Regions from separate parts of the Zea mays genome. Here regions 1 and 2 are each linked to region 3. The links are chromatin contacts, called in public Hi-C maps. All regions are on one chromosome and are shown on one strand. The core of a region is the stretch at or near the end of the contact, and the rest is flanking DNA. Distances in the headings are between cores, read along the strand shown. Region 1 holds the start of LOC100275072. Region 2 has its middle 210 kb from the start of LOC100283852. Region 3 holds the start of LOC103629159 (pentatricopeptide repeat-containing protein At2g46050, mitochondrial).

Region 1 (4,872 bases), core at 1,549-4,048, 650 kb after region 3:
GTCTGCGAGATGACACAAGTAATTATCCTGGTTCAGGCTACTCAAGGCCCTACTTCCAGCAGAGAGGATGAGGCTTATATTACTCGCACCGTGGTGCCTATAGTAGGGGTTTACAAGCACAGCGGGAGAGGGTAAGTCCCCAAGTCCCTAGAGATGATTGAGGCAAGTGCCAATATCTAAGACAGAGTGAGAAAGTGAGAGTTTGTCTTTGTGTGTCCCCGTGTCCCGTGGAGGGACCACTGCCCTATTTATACACCAAGGGGAGCGTCCACAGTGAAGCTGAGTCTTGTATTCAAAAGAGAGATGCCCTGGCATCTGATGTGATGGCGAACCATGCAGTAGATTCATGCCTGCTGACTTCCCGTAGAGAGCCGAGGCCGAGCGGTTGTCCATACGCCTGAGCCCCCGAGGGAGAGGTCGCCCATGCCGTAGTGGTTGTAAACAGCGTTGGGGTATGGGCTAAAGGCTGCTTACAGGGCGCATCATCGTCCTAGTGCATGATGACGTCGAGATTCCCTACAGCACTCATCGAGATCAGAGTCCCTGCTTGGTTGATGCAGAAGTCTTCTCGAGGCGCTAGCCGAGCCGTCTCTCAACGTGCGCTACAGTTGGGCGTAGTGGCTGTCTACAGGATTCGTGGTGCAGTCGGTGGCCGAGACTGAGCTCGGGCGAGGCGGAGAACTTGCCCGAGGGTTGAGCCCAGGGTCGGGCGAGGCGGAGCGGTTATGCCCGAAGGCATGTCCGCTTGGCTTGTCGTGTTAGACGTCCCATCGGAGGGCGTCAGGTGGCGTGCGTGCACTGTGATGTAGGCGTAATCATAACACTACACCGGGCGTGATTGCTATATTGTCCGCCACTGTGCTCTGCTGCCACAGCGCGGGTTGGCACACGCATTAAATGCGCATGTCCCCTACCTGTTTTCGAGTGCCTTGTCCTATTCGCTTGAGGCCAGCTCAGGCGAGACGGACTGGGCTGAGGCGGCTTCGGGCGAGGCTGAGCGAGTGGTGTCGACCTCGGGTGAGGTGGAGCCCTGCTCGAGGTGGGAGATCCTCAAGGGATGTCTTGGTTTTTTTGTAGGTGGCTCGGCTGTCACCCTTCAGGAGTTTGGTTCTTATTTCTCTGAGTGCGTTCGTTAGGGGGATAATCAGGGTGTCCCTAATTACCGCCCCCGACATCACCCATACTCGTTAACCCGGTGGGTATAAAATATCCAGTACAAATTTAGCCAAAATGCATAAACTTGAGTACTTGGCCTTGCCCAAAATAAATGAAACCCTAGCTATATAATCTCTTTCTACTATAGAATTCCACATACAGCCAGGCATAGTCCATAGATTATCGTACCCCTGCTCATCCTGATCCTAACACCATCCAATCAATTAGGGGTGAGCATTCGGGTTACTCGAAAGTTTCAGGTCGGGGTAATTCGAGTAATTTAAAATTCAGGTTTTGAGAATATGTACCCGAAATTACAGTGGATTTTATATTACCCAAAAAATCAGGTACCCGGAGTTTTGGGTTTGAGTATTCCCGAACTACCTGAAATATTGTGTCAGCTTCATAAAACATATACACCCTATTGAATTAGTACAAAACACAGTTTGAATAATGATATACATGCATGTAAAAACACAAACAATCTACAATTACAAGTTTACAAGTTCATACACATTTACACATAATTATATATGCACAATTTGATAATTAACAATGACATGAGTACATAACACATGAAAGTCTGCGTAATTCGGGTACCCGATTGTAATATCCGAATTACTTGAAATAAGTTTGAGTTTTACAAATTACCATTCACAATTCTTGAACAAAATTCGGGTTTTGAGTAATTTGGGTTTGGGTATTCCGGTTTTGGGTTTCGGTTATGGTTTTTTTCCCAGCACTATAATCAATTGTGTAAGTATAGTTTCCAAGCAGATTTTATAGTTGTTTCTTGTGCAACTATGTAATTAGATAATATTTCTAAAGACCTAAGCACAATCCTAGCCATGCAATTTGATTTTTGCAGCCTCATGTATCTATAATGTTAGAAATCAAATGGCGCGATGCTTAATTATGGCACACGACTTATTTAAGTTTGATGTTTCATAACTCATATTTTTTATAGTTCATTATATTTGTTCAATGGTGCTTACCGTATATATCTATATGTTGAATCTTTTTGGGTACGGGGTAACCCGACAGGTGACTCTGGGGTAAATCCATACCCACAAGTCAATATAAGTGATCCGATGAGGTTATCTTTTTGTAGTGGGTATGAGTATGAGATAGTAATACTATGTGGGTATTTATTTACTCATTGACATCTCTACTAACAGTAGATAACGTTCCTAGGTAACAATTCGGACTTTGGAATCGATAAGGTCTTGTTCTGTTATTCCCAATCCATGTGGATTGGAGTGGATTGGGTGGCATTGAGTCTGATTTTAACTTACTATAGATTTAAACCAACTAAATCCCGTCAATCCACATGGATAAGCATCAAAACGAATAAGTCCTTAGGCCTTGTTCGGTTATTATAATTCTATATAAATTAAAGTGGTTTAAAATAAATTAAAATAAATTTTAATTTGCTATGAATTTAAACCGACTTAATATCATTCAATTTATATGGATTAAATATCCAATTCATATGGATTAAATGAACGAGAGCTGAAAAACTGTCAAGTATTACTCACCGAGGGCCCAAAAGTTTATCCCGCTAGTCGGACGCTGGTTTAGCTATAGGGGCCTTTCCGTTTGTAGTTGCGCTAGAAAGGTGAACCTAGCCCAAAGCAACGGCAAAGCCCGTCAGCCGGTGTGTAGACCCAATACGGCCCGGCCGATTTGTCGCTGACGTCACCTCATCTTCACCACCGGAGTCCGGAGTAATGCGCAGGCCACAGGGTCGGGTTCGCTTTTTCTTGGCTTCTTCTCTCGTCCATCCACAGGGGGAAGGAGCAGGAGGGAGGGAGCCATGGTTGTCAGCACATTCACTGGCCCCGGGATTGGGATCGGTGAGTGAACCAAAGGCCCCATCATTTCAGGCGCCAAGATCAGACCTTGACGTTGCTCTCTCTGATTCTCGCTCCTTATTTGGTTTGCTGAATTCATTTTTTTTTCTGTTTGATCCGGTGCAGGGTTCGGTGTCGGCTGCGGGTTCGGCGTCGGGTGGGGGTTCGGAGGTGAGAGCATGCTCATTTTCGCGTGATTAATTTGTTTCTTTTTGGTGTAGGCGTGTATTAGAAATCTTAACTTGTCAAATTGAACTAGCGAGATCCTTTTTTGGATTCTGTGTTGTTGATTTCGTGTTGGCTGTATTTGGCGGTAAAATGGCTATCAAATTATTTACAGGACAAGCATGCGGTTGCAGTTCAGTCCCAAGTTGTTTCCCTTTCCCATGCGATTCTTTCCAAGTTGCTTAATATCTGTTTACTGCTAAATAGGGACTAGGGACCAACATTGTGTATATGGATTGGTTCCTATCACATTACCAACATGATCATAGTAAAGTATACTTTTATGAAGCTACTTAGTAATATGCAACAAATGTTTAAAATGATTCGTTTTAGATAACCCAAAATGTCACTTATTTGTGATTGGGGGGAGTAATATTCAATGAAAATGTGTATTCATGATCAAGAAATGACATGCTTTTGGTTTGCTTTTCTACCCAGGAATGCCTCTTAACACGTTCGGCTTGGGTATTGGTACTACTTCTAAGCCTATATTCACTTACATTTCCTTGCTAGTAGATTTCTAAAATCCATCTTGTTAAAAATAGGTGGGGGCTGCGGAGTTGGTCTTGGACTAGGATGGGGCTTTGGAAATGCTTTTGGTTGTCAGTATCGATCTTCAAGAGTCCAGTTCCAGGGCATTGAATTTCAGAAGAAGGCTGGAGGAGATGAATCACAAAAAGTTGTTTCACCCGAGCTTGCTGAAAAGTCTCATCCTTATGGCTAGTATTCCTGCTACCACAAAATCCACAGAGACTGAGTTCTGTGTGCTGAGTTGCAGTTTAATTACATACATGTGAGTTCTTTGTTAGTAATGTTATGCTACACTTATGGTCATTTCTGTTGTAACCAGAAGTTGTTAATGGATGGAATTTTCAATTAGGAAGAAATGACGCTAATATTTGCCCTACATGCTATTCATTTACTTTTCATGGTTGAAGGCCCGTCACTATCATTTATTGCTGTGCTTTATGTTGTAAAGCTACCATATCTTGACTTGGTCTGAAATTTGAAATGGCAGAAAATTATTGAAAATAAGTTTTCTGAAACCATCAGTATTATGATCTTTCATGTTTGCTTCTCCTGTAACAGTATGAGAACTAAAGCTTTGATTAGTTTCTTTTCTCAGGACAAGCTTAAAAACAAAACAAAATAACTGCTGCTATAAAGTTACAGTTTAGGGAAGGTCTTTTAAGTTGAACCACCAGAAGGTTAAGAAAAAGTACAAAACAAAGGCGGACGTTGTTTCTGATCTGTTGGTGGGTGCTGTGACTGCATACCGGGAATCAGAACAACTGGTAACTTCGTCATAGCATGAAGCATCCATGGACCTGGCATGATGGTGAATGACTTGCACAACTGTATCTCTTTTCTTCCTGAAAACACACAACTGTGTCTTTCAGTGTTTTTTTCCAGTGCAAAGCCTCTCATACATCAAGCAAATGGATGGTCAAAGGAAGCAGAATCGTTCTTTGATGTAGTAGAGCTTGCTGGCTCTGCCTCCCCAGTCCTGAACCAGTATGACTGCTGGAATGAAGCTGCGCTTGTGGGGACATCCTCCATGACCCATTCAAAGCCCTTGGGGTAGTAGATCCCTGTCATTGGATGTGGGACCCACAATGATGTTTCTGGGGACTTCACT
Region 2 (4,826 bases), core at 1,583-4,082, 620 kb before region 3:
TAGGATCCTTGCTGTGTTATAACCTCTACGACGATGAATGGTCCTTCCCATGGTGGTGAAACTTTGTGCCATCCCTCCCCGTTAGCACTCGGCGGAGGACCAAATCTCCCACTGTGAAGGATCGATGTCGTACTGCTTTGTCGTGATAGCGCCTCAGGGTCTGCTGGTATTTGGCCGACTGAATGACCACACTTAGCCATTCTTCCTCTAGTACATCGATGTCTTCTAGCCTAGTCGCTTCTGCTTCGGCTATGCTTTCGAATGTTAATCTGGGTGCTCCAAAGATCAGATATGCTGGTAACACTGCCTCCAACACATACACCATGAAGAATGGGGTGTTTCTGTGCAAAGCTCGGCTTGGCTGGGTTCGCAGGCTCTAGAATACGTAAGGTAGCTCCTTGATCAATTTTCCTGCGAACTTCTCGCTCTTGTCGAATACCTTTTTCCTGAGTGCATCGAGTATCATCCCGTTGGCTCTTTCCACCTACCCATTAGCTCTTGGGTGTGCCACTGATGCATACTTGATCTGGATGCTCCTCTGCTTGTAGAAGTCGAAGAACTCTGAGCTGGTGAAATTAGATCCCAGATCTGTAATGATGTTGTTAGGTATTCCAAACCTGAATATTATTTCCTGAATGAACTTCAGTGCCTTTGCTGCGGTCAAAGAGGCAATGGGTTTGTATTCTATCCACTTTGTGAATTTGTCAATGGCAACTAGTATGTGAGTATACCCCCTTGAGCTTTCTTGAAGGGTCCTATCATGTCCAGCCCCAGCATGCAAACGACTAGGTCACAGGAATAGTCTGCAGCTGTTGTGCGGGTAGATGCTGCTACTTTGATAAGAATTGGCACGCCTTACACTTTTGGACTAACTCGGCTATATCATTCTTCGTTGTTTTCCCGTAACACCCAGACCTAAAAGCCTTTCCTACCAGAGTTCGTGACTCTGCATGTATGCCACATTGCCCGGCATGAATCTCATCTAACAGCTGCTTTCTAGTAGCCGAGTGAATGCACTTCATGAGGACTCCTCCTGCACCTCTTCTATACAGCAGACCCCCTATAATGGTATAGTGGGCCGACTGTCTAGCAATGCACTCCGTCGCAGCCTTATCATCTGGATCTTCTTCGTTTCTTATGTATCTGATGATTGGCTCTCTCCAGGCGTTGGGATCTGCCTCTGCCTGACTCAGAGCGTGGCATTCCTCCATCTGATCTGTGGCGACACTCGGTTGCTATATTTCTTGGACGAAAACCCCAGGTGGAACTTGGGCCCGACTAGATCCCAGCTTTGACAATGTGTCAGCCGCTGCATTGTGATCCCTTTCCACATGGTGGAATTCTAATCCTTTGAATTTGTCCTCCAGCTTCCGCACTGTTGCACAATACTTGTTCATTGAATCGATCGAGTAATCCCAGTCTTTGTTTACCTGGCTTATGACCACCAGTGAGTCGCCATACACCATTAATCTCTTGATGCCGAGTGAAACAACGATGTTTAGTCCGTGGATCAGTGCCTCGTACTTTGCGGCGTTATTGGATGCTGGAAATAAGAGCTAGAGTGCATACTTGAGTTGTTCACCTTCGGGAGCGATAAAGAGAATTCCTGCCCCTGCTCCTTGCAGTCTCAGCGAGCGTAACGACCAAAGTCTTGTTTTGGTGATTTAAAGAGTTCTCCAAATACTTGAGAATATCCACTAAGATACTTAATGGTGGTATATCAGAAATTGTTTTTTTATATATAACATCCTTTGTGAATACTAATTGGCAAAACATTCCTTGTGAAATAAAAAATGGGATAATAAATAAAACTAGATAGAATTAATATTCATAAAAGGATTTAGGATGATATATTTTCTTCCCTTAAAATAGTGCCCTTTTTGTGTATATGAGTTTCATATTAAGAAAACATTTGTTGAATAGATAAAACAAGATAATAAATAAATAAAAGTAAAAAATTTGTATTAGCATGCTAGATTTTCATGGTTGCGCATTCTGAATTCAAGCTTTATTTGAACTTGCTTTTAAATTTGGGAATGGAATTAGGAAAAAAATAGAATAAAAAATGAGAAGAACTCCTCCCTGGCTCTCGGGCCTAATGTCCTTGCGGACGGCCCACTTTCCCCTTTTCCCCGTGCTCCTGCCGGCCCAAACAGACGCTGCGCGCCAGCCCTTCTCCTCACCTCTTCCTTGGCGTCTATGACATGTGGGCCCGCAGGGTCAGGGACCCCCTTCTTCCTCCGGTGGTTGGGATACGCCGCCGCGGCCGCCGGATCCGATGGAGCTCCCCTCTGTAGGTTGTTGCTCCGGCCGAGATCCTCACGGGACTACCTATAAAACCCGGCCACCTCCTCTCGTCCAGGGCATCGGCTTAAGCAGAGGGCCCATGCGCCAAGCTGAAACAGGGAAGAGAAACTGGCGCCACCGCGCTAGGAACCCCAGACAATGCTCTTCGGGTCCCTGTGCGTGATCAGGGCGCTCGCTGGTGCATACCATGGGCTTCCAGGTCCTTGTCGTGTATGGGCAAAGTCTAGGGAATGGAGAATTGCTCGTCGGCGTTCTATCCTCCGCCGCGGGCCGCGCTGTTCGTGGCCGAGTGCTTTCCATGCCGCGACAACCGGTGAGATGCCCTTCTTTGAGCTCGCAATCAGAAATACCGCGTGTAGCTCCGTCAGATTGGGTTTTGGGTGCTCGGGGGGGAACCGATCGGCGTTCATCTGCGTGCTCCGCCGTGGGAGCATGGCGGCGGCGCCGCTGCTCGGGGAGGGTTGAGGGTGATGAGTCGTGGGCCGTCCGATCCAAATAGCGCGGATGAGATTAGATCCAGTAGTGGGTGGGCACCTAGCCGTTAGATCAGGATCGTGGGGACCGGGGCGCATACCGGTTGGGTGATGTGGCCTTCTGATTCGGGCCATAAATCGCGGATCCAATGGTTCAGAATATCTGATGACCCTTCGGCCATAATCTTTTGGTAAAGAGCCCCTGCATTTTTCCTTATTCAACCCGCGATCCGGTACAATAGAAAGAACATTACAAATCAGCCCTAACGTTTGCACAGAAGACCACGAACTCATTGGTATTAGAAGCCACCACCCAGATTTTCAAGAAAATATAAAATAAATGACTTTTGAGTATAAAAATAATTCTAAAACATAGATAATTCATAACTTCGTCGTTTTAACTCCGATTTGACCCGTTCCAGTTGCGATAGTTTCATAATAAAAATACCTACGCAGTGTTGACATTATATGTGCCATAAAACATATCTGTATAAATAGACAGTGGTTAGCCTATTATTAGTAGATGCTTCCAACCAAAGTTAACTCGGTCCATGATGATAATTGACTAAGATATGATTTCTAATCAAGTTATAATCTATATTAAAGTTGAATGAATTATTTAGAGTATATTTTCTCATATAATGTGTATTAACCAATTTATAATATAGTTTAATATTTAATCACATAGATATTTCATAAATCATAACTCTTCAACCCTAACTACGATTTTAGTGATTCTCGAACCTATGATCTCGTAGCGACGCATAGATTATTATTATGCAATTTGTTCTTATGTTTGGTGTGATGTTAATTTTTCCTATACGCTGTTTATTTGTATTGCTACGACTAGCGCGAGGTTACGAGACACCTGAAGAGCAAGTTGGTACCTAGAATCTCAAGTCCCAGGCAAGTTGTGCCCTTGATCACTTCTATTTACCCAATAATGTTCTTATTAATCATAATGATATGCACAGGTTAATTTTGGTGGGACCCAATAAGTTACCCTAGTTTGACTATCTTTATGCCTTGTTTACCACTGAACTTTTGGGTAGTACTTGCTATTGCTATATGTGGATTTGGGGCATTGAGATACACATTATTCATGATCATGCTTGTATTATCAGTTTGTTATTTATTGTTCATGATAAGATCATTATGTTAATTGGAACATGGAGCGACCATCCGGGAAAACAGTGCTACCACAAGGGTGGTATGGGACGCCCTTGGCTGACTAATTAGGAAAGCTAGTGGAGGACTACCTTACCCGAAAGGGGCAAGGGCAGTAGGGGAGTGGTCAGTGTAGGGAGGCCCTTGGGTTGATTTTGCTGCATGGCGGTCAGGCGAGTGGTCCCTGCATTGGAGCTTCCTAGAAATTGTAGCGGGTATTCTGTAGAGGAACTTTGTAAAGGCCTCGTAGTGTTACCCTGCCTCGCTTCCTTAGTAGAGGTGTATGGGAAGTCGCGATCCCTTGGCAGATGGGTAACATGACTTGTGGGTAAAGATGTGCAACCTCTACAGAGTGTAAAACTGGTATATCAGCCGTGCTTACGGTCATGAGTGGCTCGTACACTCGCATGATTAGTTTATGGAACTAAATTCAATTTGTCATATGCATTGCATCGCAGGTGTTGTTATCAATTTTGATCTACTATTTATTTGGGTTGGTATTTACTTATACAACTGTTAATAAAATTTTGACCAACTTTAAAAGCTATGCTCGGCTTTAACCATCCTCTTTGGTAAGCCTTACACTTCACATGAGCTTCCACCTTTGGCGAGTTCATGCAAATTATTCCCAACAACTTGTTGAGCGATGAACGTATGTGAGCTCACCCTTGCTGTCTCACACCCCCACAGGTCAAGAACAGGTACCGCAGGATGAGGCGCATGGAGGATGCTGTGACGAGTTTGTGAGAGGTCTAGGCCGTTGTCTCCCAGTCAACTTTGGGATGTTGAATCGTGTATGATGTAATTATTTATTTATTTTGTACAGAACTTCTATTATATAGTAAAGATGTGACATTCGTTTCTGTACCTTGATTCATC
Region 3 (4,223 bases), core at 1,707-4,206:
GAGTGCTTCCAAATTATGAAACTGAATTCTTAAAATAGTGCTTCCAAGAGAAATGCATCTGTTCCTAAATATCATCCCTCTATTCCTCTCTTTCTAAAACAGGCCAATGTAGCCTCGGTTGGGCCTTGGTGGATGCCAAGGCCGATGCCTGTACTGGCACCCTATGAAGGCGTCCACAACACTGCACCACCGTAATAATAACGATTCTATATTTTGTTCATCCTAATACTAAAAAAATATAACACAGAAGCAAACATAGTGCTATTTTATGCTTTCCTAATATTACGTACTCCCTCCATCCCAAAATATAATTAATTTTAGGTTAAATATATATTCATTAATTAATCTATGAATGTAGTATGTATATATGTCTATATACATTATTATTATTTGAATGTGGACGAAAAAAAAGAGGGCTAAAAAGAATATATTTTGGGACGGAGGGAGTAGATCCTATCTTTATGCAACTAAATTAAGTCAGTTTTGGCAATTTAGTTAGTGCGATACAGTTGGCATGCATAAACATACTGAAATAAAGACGTACCACTTACATGAGAAACATCACATTGGTAAGCTCTGGGACGATTGTAGATGCCAAACTAATCATTCTTGAACCAAAATTGGATCACCACAAGTTGTGTCTTCGTTGCACTCTTTTTGTGCTTCCGAAATAGTAAGTTGCACCATTTGTTGCATTTCAATCGACTGATGGAGCACCACATCGTTGGAGACAAATGTCTGAACTGTTCCACCTACCTCTATCCAACTACAACCAGGAACCTTGCTGCCACACCTATGTCTCATCACACTTCTTACTTCTGCAAGCTCGTTCCAAGCTCCTGCAGCAGCAAATGCGTTAGACATAAGCAGATAATTTACTGCCTCACTTGGTTCCAGGCATAAAAGCCTATCGGCAGCCCACTTTGCCAACTCAATTTTGCCCCGCAGCTTACAGGCACCAAGGAAAGCTCCAACGATATCAGCATTGTTCTCGCAAGAAAGCTTGATAACAATGTTGTAAGCATCTTGAATCCTACCAGCTCTCCCCAAGAGATCAACCAGACAAGCAAGGTGCTGTGAATTTGGATCGATGTTGTAGCCCCTCGCCATCATAAGGAAATAGTGCAGGCCTTCTTCAACGAGCCCGGCATGGCTGCAGGCAGAAAGAACCCCAAGGAAGGCGACGCTGTCAGGCTGTACGCCTTGTTGGAGCATTCTCTCAAACACATGAACTGCATCCTTGCATAGTCCAAGGTACGCCAAAGACGAAACCATACAGGACCACGTAACTACATCTGGGTCGCAGATCATAGCAAACATTTGCCCCGCCTCTCGAGCAAAACCGGTCTTGCCGTACGCTGTGATAACAGCATTGGCCACCTGCAGAAACCTGTGAAACCCCCTCTTTATGGCATAAGCATGAACCTGAGTAGCCTCGTTTGCTGCCGCCACGCTGGCGCACGAGCTTAGCACACTGGCAAGCGTGAGCTCATCCGGGCAGCAGCTCCCGTCTCTCAGCATCCACCGGAACAGCTCAACAGCGTCCTTGCCTCCACCAACCCGACCATAGCAGACTACGATCGCGTTCCATGAGACGACGTTCCTGACCGCCATAGCGTCGAACACCCAGCGCGCCTCGTCAACCCGGCCGCACTTGGCGTACATGTCGAGCAGCGCGGTGGCAACCACCACGTCTGCGAGGAGACCCAGCCTGAGCACGAGGCTGTGCGCCAGGGCTCCCATCCTGAGCAGCAGCCCGTCATCGACGGCGCCGGCGGTTGGGTGGCGGCCACGGCGCGGCGGCGGACGGAGCAGGGCGCTGAAGGTGAACCCGTCGGGGGCGATCCCGGAGCGCCGCGCGGCGGCAAAGAGCGCCCAGGCCTCGCGCGCGAGACCGTGGGAGGCATAGCAGGAGACCATGGCGTTGTAGAGGACCAGGTCCCTGCGCGGCGCTTCGTCGAACACGCGGCGTGCGTGCGCGACGAGGCCCCACCGCGCGTACGCCACGGCCAGCGCGGTCGCCACGCGAGCCTCCGAGGCGCGCCCGGACTTGAGCGCCAGCGGGTGGAGCGTCTGTGCTGCGCGAGCGCCGCCGGAGACGGAGATGGAGCTGGCGCGGAGTAACAGGGCAACGAGATCGTGCCGCATCTCATTCCAGAGCTGACAGGGAAGCGGGAGATGGCCTCATCGGTCATCTCCACTGCCCCCTGCTGCAGGACAAAGACGTGGAGCCGCCCGAGCTGGCGAGCGAGGCCAGAACGGCGTGCAGACGAGAGCAATGCGCTCCATTCTATCATCACACAGCGCCCAAGCCGCCGATCAACATGATAATCGACAGGTGACGAGGGGCCTTTTTATGCTGGGTGCAGAATCTCTAACTTCAGCGGCACCCTACAATCGTAGAGGTTATCCCTTAAATTTGAAGGTAGGTCCTTCTGTTTCTAAATAAAGTGTTCTCTTTTTTTTCGTCTAATTTTTTTATACACTAAGCTTCGAATTGAACACAGAATTAACATGTATGTACTATTTTAGACCATTACAAAATACATATGTAAAAATCTATTTTTTTATACACTAAGCTTCGAATTGAACACAGAATTAACATGTACTACTTTAGACCATGACAAAATACATATGTAAAAAATTTAATTCAAAATACATTAGAGATATGATGCAAAGTTTAGAACCTAGAAAAATGAAATGTGACAAACCATACACCACTAGAGTTTTTTTAGAAAAAAATGAAAATTTTTGCAGTTTTCAAACTAGAATCAAAACGAATTACAAAACGCTTAGAACCAAAAACGAAAATATTTGTGTTTTGTTTTGAAGTCGGGATCAGACGGTAAATCATTGGGGTGCCTGTTGTCGTAACAGGCGTAGTTGGGGCAGACACCCCTCTCGCATAGCAGTTGCGAGATCATACCGCTCATCATGTCCCTTTAACTGCCTGAAGGATCATGGTTTGTGCCTGTGGCATTCCGGACCTCTATAATGCAGCCGTTGGTGTGCACCCTACTGCGTTCCGTCGATGTGGTACTAAAATGCTCGCCTCCCACTGTGGTGATACTACTAGCAGGCAGCAGCCGCGCAGCCTGGTAGTGCGAATTGTACGCGAGCTCGCCGCTGGGCCATGGACCGACCAGGCCTATTTAAATGGGCCGAGAATTGTACTCAGTCACATTCCCGTCCGTCAGTTTCGCATGGCGCAAGCGAGAAAAGGAATCTTCATCTCCCTCACGAGTCACGAGTTACTACCGTATGGACCAAAGCTTGTTTGCAACCTCGCATCTCCCTGAATTTCTCTGCTTAATACGTGTGTTGGTCAGTAGGCACATCTTTCTGTGTCCAAATAACAATTTAACTGATGCAATCCATACCAAGGGCACTGTTTGCTTCAGAGTAGGAAGTTGTTAGGCTACATGGTAAGCCTGCTAATGACAAAAAAAAACACCGTTTTGCATCGTTTTATATTGTCTGTTTATATAGTGTAGTTTGAATATAGGTATAGGTAAGCTGTTGGAGATGGTTTAAGGGAGGTGTTTGGTTTGATGAATCACTTAATCCAAGATGAAGTTGTTCATCATAAGTCTATTCCTCAAATTTAGTGGTATGACATTATTTCTCGTGTTAGTACTAACTATTATGAATGAGATGATGATGGATCAATCAATTCTATTCCACGAACCAAACAAAAAATAAGTAGTGAAAAGATGATGAACTAACTTATTCCTCAAACTAAACATCTTATAAATATTTACAAGATACCTTTGCAATTACTTCTCTCCTACTTTCACTGCACAATATACAATTACTATCGTCACCCTTTCCAAATAGATGAAGCGTTCTAATTGTCGGTGTAGCTACCTCACTAGTTGGATTTTGAATGATACTAGAACATAAGACGTGCTTACGGGGGCCCTATCAGAACACGAAAAATTCAGACATGTTTTGTAATAATGCAAACAAATATCACTAAAAATGGTAACGATCTTTTGTACAACATATTTGCGATGAACAACAGCTAGGCTTAAAAGGCGAATCATCCTCAATTATCATTCAGCTCCGATGCCCATTTGCGGTCTACTTCACAGTACAACACATGTTCTGTTTGTAATGGGCTTTTTTTTATATACAGCTGTGACAACCTATTTTTGATGATAGGTAATTGCTTGTGAAAATGAACCACCAGCTCACGCATAATATTAGTTAATACTCCCTAC

The links. Hi-C and Micro-C count contacts between places; a contact is called where the count stands out from the background.
Region 1: a Hi-C map of leaf shows a contact between it and region 3, with 3 times the contacts expected there. The contact joins the promoter of LOC100275072 here to the promoter of LOC103629159 in region 3. A contact is called at or near these places in 2 of 25 Hi-C or Micro-C datasets (ear and leaf).
Region 2: a Hi-C map of seedling shows a contact between it and region 3, with 5 times the contacts expected there. The contact joins the enhancer-like site here to the promoter of LOC103629159 in region 3. A contact is called at or near these places in 6 of 25 Hi-C or Micro-C datasets (bundle sheath, leaf, root tip and 2 more).

The regions. Positions count from the first base shown.
Region 1 is chr6:30,368,480-30,373,351 of Zm-B73-REFERENCE-NAM-5.0, reverse strand. It overlaps LOC100275072, which reads left to right and starts at 2,798. Exons shown (of 4, transcript NM_001149261.1): 1 at 2,798-3,011; 2 at 3,135-3,179; 3 at 3,672-3,704; 4 at 3,779-4,120. The coding sequence starts at 2,972. The coding sequence ends at 3,957.
Region 2 is chr6:31,633,442-31,638,267 of Zm-B73-REFERENCE-NAM-5.0, reverse strand. No RefSeq gene overlaps it. Among protein-coding and RNA genes, the nearest start is that of LOC100283852, 210 kb to the right of the region's middle. Within about 2 kb of position 2,832, at least 18 of the 20 cell types and tissues checked have an H3K27ac peak or open chromatin away from gene starts, as enhancers often do. A contact at or near this core is called in bundle sheath, leaf, root tip and 2 more, where this site is marked.
Region 3 is chr6:31,016,200-31,020,422 of Zm-B73-REFERENCE-NAM-5.0, reverse strand. LOC103629159 (pentatricopeptide repeat-containing protein At2g46050, mitochondrial) reads right to left here and starts at 2,956. Exons shown (of 2, transcript XM_008650335.2): 1 at 545-2,956. The coding sequence starts at 2,148. The coding sequence ends at 604. LOC111589609 (small nucleolar RNA Z279/snoR105/snoR108) reads right to left here and starts at 2,941; the gene lies at 2,835-2,941.